2 separate regions of the Pan troglodytes genome follow, and region 2 is linked to region 1. The links are chromatin contacts, called in public Hi-C maps. All regions are on one chromosome and are shown on one strand. The core of a region is the stretch at or near the end of the contact, and the rest is flanking DNA. Distances in the headings are between cores, read along the strand shown.

Region 1 (2,700 bases), core at 125-2,624:
GTGGGGAGGCCGGCCCTGGGTCATGCTGTGCCATGAAGCTGATAATCTGTAGGCTCACAGCATCACCTTTGCACACATGTGGCTGCGATTGCCAATTGTTTAAAACATTGATAAGCAGCTGCTGCCCTGACTTCCCTGAGCACCTCCCTGCCCTGCCCCTGGGAACAGGTCCCCCACCCCACAACCCAGAGTACCCTCAGCTCAGCCACAAGTGGGGCAACACCCAGCGCACAGGGAACCTGTGTCATCACTGGCTGATGCTCCACTGGCTGGTAACTATTTTTAACCTCTCCTGCTCCATTCCTCTGCCGCAGACTCCGTCCCCAGGGGCCCTGCCCTTGGGCCGCCAGACCTCCCAGCAGCCCGCAGGGCCCCCGGCTCAGCAGCGACCCCCACCACAGGGTAAGCGAGAGGCTGGCGGTCGCAGTCCCCTCCCTCAGCCCGCCATCTCTTACCCGCTCACTCTCACGTGTGCTCTTTCTCTCCCTCTGTCCCCCAGGCGGCCCTCCACAGCCGGGTCCAGGCCCCCAGCGCCAGGGACCCCCATTGCAGCAGCGCCCGCCGCCGCAGGGCCAGCAGCACCTTTCAGGCCTTGGACCCCCAGCTGGCAGCCCCCTGCCCCAGCGCCTTCCAAGTCCCACCTCAGCGCCCCAGCAGCCCGCGTCCCAGGCCGCGCCGCCGACCCAGGGTCAAGGCCGCCAATCCCGGCCAGTGGCGGGAGGCCCCGGGGCGCCTCCAGCAGCCCGCCCGCCCGCCTCTCCGTCTCCCCAGCGCCAGGCGGGCCCCCCACAGGCTACCCGTCAGACATCCGTCTCTGGCCCGGCTCCGCCAAAGGCCTCTGGGGCCCCACCGGGCGGGCAGCAGCGCCAGGGCCCGCCCCAGAAACCCCCAGGCCCAGCCGGCCCCACACGCCAGGCCAGCCAGGCGGGTCCCGTGCCCCGCACTGGGCCACCCACCACGCAGCAGCCTCGGCCCAGCGGCCCGGGCCCCGCTGGACGTCCCAAACCACAGCTGGCCCAGAAACCCAGCCAGGACGTGCCGCCACCCGCCACCGCCGCTGCAGGGGGACCTCCGCACCCCCAGCTCAAGTAAGGGGACCCCTACAGCAGCCCTCGCCTTGCTGCTCACAAAGCGGGCCGCTGCCCCAGTAGAGCAGCCCTAGCTCCCTTGCTCCTCAGACCCAGGTCCTATGCAGGGGTCCCACGAACTCTCTCCAGCCTGAGCCAAGCCCTTCCCCCAAGCTTTGGCTCCTCCCGGCCCACCAGAGGCTCCGCACCCCCACCCCAGGAATTTGGTGCCAGAATCCCAGAGAAACTGCACTCAGTTCGAATTCCTCCTCAAAGGCCCTGGGAAAGTTTCCTCCTCTAGGGCCTCCCAGGCACCTGGCTGACCCACCCTCTGCAACTTCCTGCCCGGCCCAGAGCCTTCCCTGCCAAACTGCCCCCCCCCCAACCCATCCCTAAAACTCCTGGCCCGAGTCCTAGTCCTCCTATCATCTGGCTCTTCCCACTCCATCCTCATACTTTTCCTCCTCCTTCACATCCTTCTGGCCCATCTCAGTCTCCCCGCGAATCATCACCCATCTGCCTTTTCTGGTCCATTCCAACTCCCATCCCAGCTCAGACGTCCTCCCTGCCCCACCCAGCTGCTCTGCCTTAGGCTGACTTGCCCAACAGCCTGTCCTTGGTCCAAGCCCTTTCTATGCCCTCCTAGACACCTCACCCTTAGATTGGAAACCTCCCTGCTCATCTTCCCCTTTGTATCAAACTAGCCAAGAATTCACAGAGAAGGTTCTGCCCAGGACTCTTGCCACGAATCCCACACTTCACCCTGGATCCAAGTCCTCCCAGCCTGTCCCAGATCTCGCCTCCCTGGCCCAGGACTCCACCCACTCCACCTGAGTGCTCCCAGCCTTGAGAACCTGTTAGGGTCCAGGCCCATGGTGGCAGGTGGGGAGGTCACAGGCACAGCCCCAGGATCAGAGGGGCAGGGCTGGGGCTGGGCCTGGGGTAACGTTGTGTTTCTCTCCCCTTCCTCCCCTTCCTCTTCCCCCTTCCTCCCACGCCTCCACCTTGTCTCTCTCTAGCAAATCCCAGTCTCTGACCAATGCCTTCAACCTTCCAGAGCCAGCCCCGCCCAGGCCCAGCCTTAGCCAGGACGAGGTGAAAGCTGAGACCATCCGCAGCCTGAGGAAGTCTTTCGCCAGCCTCTTCTCCGACTGATACCCCACTCTGAGAACCCCAAAATCCCTGGGCAACCCTTCTCTGGGCCCTGAATCCATTTCTCACTTTTGGAGTCTCCAAATCCCTTGAGAACCCATCTCCCGGTTCTCCAAGATTCCACCTCTCATTCCTCAAGATCCCCGAGTACCTTGAGAAACCTGACTCCTCCTGGCCCTAAATCCGGTTCTCACATGTGGAATCCCCAAGTCCTTTTAGAACCCCACTCGTGGTCACTTCAGGATCTACTTCTGTTTTAGAACCTCCACATTCCTGAAGACCTCCACCCCTGGTTTCCCCAGAGGGCGTTTTCCTTCCTGGAAGTGCCCAAATACCAGGCAACCCATTGCAGAATCCCTTCCTGGAGCCCTAAAGTTCCTGGAAAACCCTATTTTTGGTCCCAAATCTCTCCAGCACACCTATTTCCCATCATAATTTTCCAAATCCTCAAGAAACCCCTACTGTTGAGCCCCTTCCCATG
Region 2 (2,700 bases), core at 199-2,698, 57 kb before region 1:
GAAGGGCTGGTGTGATGGCTCATGCCTGCAATCCCAGCACTTTGGGAGGCTGAGGTTGGGAGAAAATATTGAAGCCAGGAGTTTGAGACCAGCCTGGGCAACACAACGAGACCCCATCTATACAGAAAATAAAAACATTAGTTGTGTGGTGGTGTGTGCCTGTAGTCCCAGCTACTTGGGGACGCTAAGGTGGGAAAATCACTTGAGCCCAGGAGTTTGAGGCTGCAATGAGCTATGATCAGACCACTGCACTCCAGCCCAGGTGACAGCAAGACTCTGTCTCTTTAAAACAAAACAAACAAAAAAACAGGTTTGGAGGCTACTGGGCTAGAGAGTGACAGGGATGCCAGACAAGGGTATGGGGAAGGCCTCTGTGAGGAGGGGCAACATTTATTATCCATCTTCTCGAGGGCCAGGATTTTTGTCTGTCCTATTCTCTGCTCTAATGCTAAGAACCGCATCTGGCATCCAGTAGGTGCTCAATAAATGTTGAATAAATTTATCAAACACAGAGCACCTACTATATGCCAGGCACTGTTCTAAAGACTTTCCAAAAGCTTAACTCCTGGCCGGGCACGGTGACTCACGCCTGTAATCCTAGCACTTTGGGAGGCCAAGGCAGGTGGATAACCTGAGGTCAGGAGTTCGAGACCAGCCTGGCCAACATGGTGAAACCCTGTCTCCACTAAAAATACAAAAATTAGCTGGACATGGTGGTACACGGCTGTAATCCCAGCTACTCAGGAGGCTGAGGCAGGAGAATTGGTTGAAATCGAGAGGCAGAGGTTGCAGTGAGCCGAGATCGTGACACTGCACACCAGCCTGGGCGACAGAGTGAGACTCCATCTCGACAAAACAAACAAAAGCTTAACTCGCAATCTTTGCAACACACCCTACCTATGTTGTAGGTGCTGTCTGTGAGCACATTTTACAGAGGGGAAACAGGCTCCAGAAGGGGAGTGTTATCTGCCCGAGGGTTCTCTGATGGAATATGGCCCAGCTTATTCCCTCCTAATCACCCCAGACCCTGGTGTTGTCCCCACCTGGGCCCATGGAACAATGGATAGACCCCATTCCCCTCCTGAATCCCTCCCCAGGCTCCTGCCACTTCCCTTTCTCACTTCCCTTGTGCTGACCTCCCCGACCACAAGCTGACCACAGGGAACCTCTCAGGAAAGGAGGGCCGAGGTTAAGGGAGGGTGGAAGGTGGAGCAACTGCCTCGATGCTCCCTCCACCCCCACGAACAGGAACATACTGAGCACGGCACACTCACTTCACCCTGGTTCAACACCCCCACGAGGTTGACCCTGTCATTATGTTAGAGATTATGCATTTTCCACATAGGGAAACTGAGGCTCAGGGGTGTTAAGTGACTCACCCAAGGTCACACGGCTAGGAAGTTGCTGCACGCTCCTATGCTCCATTTCCTCTGGGTGAGAATTTGTCCTAGGAGCTTCTATTGAACACTGTGAGGTTGCTGGGAGGAGCGCGAGGTGCTGGGGATACAGTAACAAACAGAACAAGACCAAGAGTAAGACAGGAAATGGGGAGGGGAGAGTAGAGAAGGAGGCAGAGGGGACAGGGTGGGGTCAAAGCAGGATGCCCTCCCAGTTCCTCCTGCCTCTAGGTTCCTCTTTCCCTGCTGATTCCAGGAGCCTATCAACCCAGATAAAGCGGGACCTCCTCTCTGGTAGAGGTGCAGGGGGCAGTACTCAACATGATCACAGAGGGAGCGCAGGCCCCTCGATTGTTGCTGCCGCCGCTGCTCCTGCTGCTCACCCTGCCAGCCACAGGTGAGGGGGTGAGGGCCCAGCTGGCCCCAGGGGTGTCCAGGCCCACCACATCCCTGACCGAGCCCCACCCACCCATCCCCCCGGCCCTGTTACAGGCTCAGACCCCGTGCTCTGCTTCACCCAGTATGAAGAATCCTCCGGCAAGTGCAAGGGCCTCCTGGGGGGTGGTGTCAGCGTGGAAGACTGCTGTCTCAACACTGCCTTTGCCTACCAGAAACGTAATGGTGGGCTCTGTCAGCCTTGCAGGTTAGGGGGAGCCTGGGGTGGGGGATGGGGTGGAGGGAAGGACTGTCTGGGGGGGTCACCCAAAACTGGGCACTTTCTTTCTCTGGGACTTCCAAGGGTGGCCCTGAGGCCCTGATCGTGACCATACCTCAGGGTTTCTCAACCTTGTTACTATTGACATTTGGGGCTGGAAATTCTTGGCTGGGGGAGGGGATTGCTTACCTGTGTATTGTGGGATGTTTTGTAACACCCCTAGCCTTCCACTAGATGCCAGTAGCAATTCTCCCCACCAGCTGTGACAACCAAACATGTCAGCAGACATTGCCAAATGTCCCCTGGGGGTCAAAATCACCCCTGATTGAGAACCACTGACATAGCTCACACATATTGAGCACCTCCTGCACACTGGAAGCATTGCAGGTGGGGTGCAGCTTGGTATTTCCCTAATTTTGATGACAGCTCATGTTTATTGAGTGCTTACTGTATATGGACACACTGTGGGGGCGGGAAAGTTTGGGGAATTCAAAGGGCAGCTCTAGGCCCCTAATTATGATGACACTTCACATTCATTGAGCACTCCCTGTATACCAGCTGCATGGCAGGGTTGGGAGATGAGCTTGAGGATTTCTGAGGGTAGCTCTAGTCTCCTGATCATGATTTCCAGCTTGCATGGATTGAGCC

Evidence for each region. A called contact is a pair of places that touch in the nucleus more often than the background predicts.
Region 2: a contact with region 1 is called in a Hi-C map of induced pluripotent stem cells, with 2.2 times the contacts expected there. The contact joins the promoter of CFP here to the enhancer-like site in region 1. A contact is called at or near these places in 3 of 7 Hi-C or Micro-C datasets (induced pluripotent stem cells and a lymphoblastoid cell line) and 1 of 1 other capture datasets (stem cell-derived neural stem cells).

The regions. Positions count from the first base shown.
Region 1 is chrX:48,009,500-48,012,199 of NHGRI_mPanTro3-v2.0_pri, reverse strand. SYN1 (synapsin I) reads left to right here. Exons shown (of 13, transcript XM_016943248.4): 11 at 315-402; 12 at 500-1,088; 13 at 2,125-2,700. The coding sequence ends at 2,152. Among named protein-coding and RNA genes, the nearest start is that of TIMP1, 8.5 kb to the left of the region's middle. Within about 2 kb of position 1,374, at least 5 of the 24 cell types and tissues checked have an H3K27ac peak or open chromatin away from gene starts, as enhancers often do. A contact at or near this core is called in induced pluripotent stem cells and stem cell-derived neural stem cells, where this site is marked.
Region 2 is chrX:48,066,137-48,068,836 of NHGRI_mPanTro3-v2.0_pri, reverse strand. It overlaps CFP (complement factor properdin), which reads left to right and starts at 1,448. Exons shown (of 9, transcript XM_521039.8): 1 at 1,448-1,794; 2 at 1,890-2,040. The coding sequence starts at 1,719.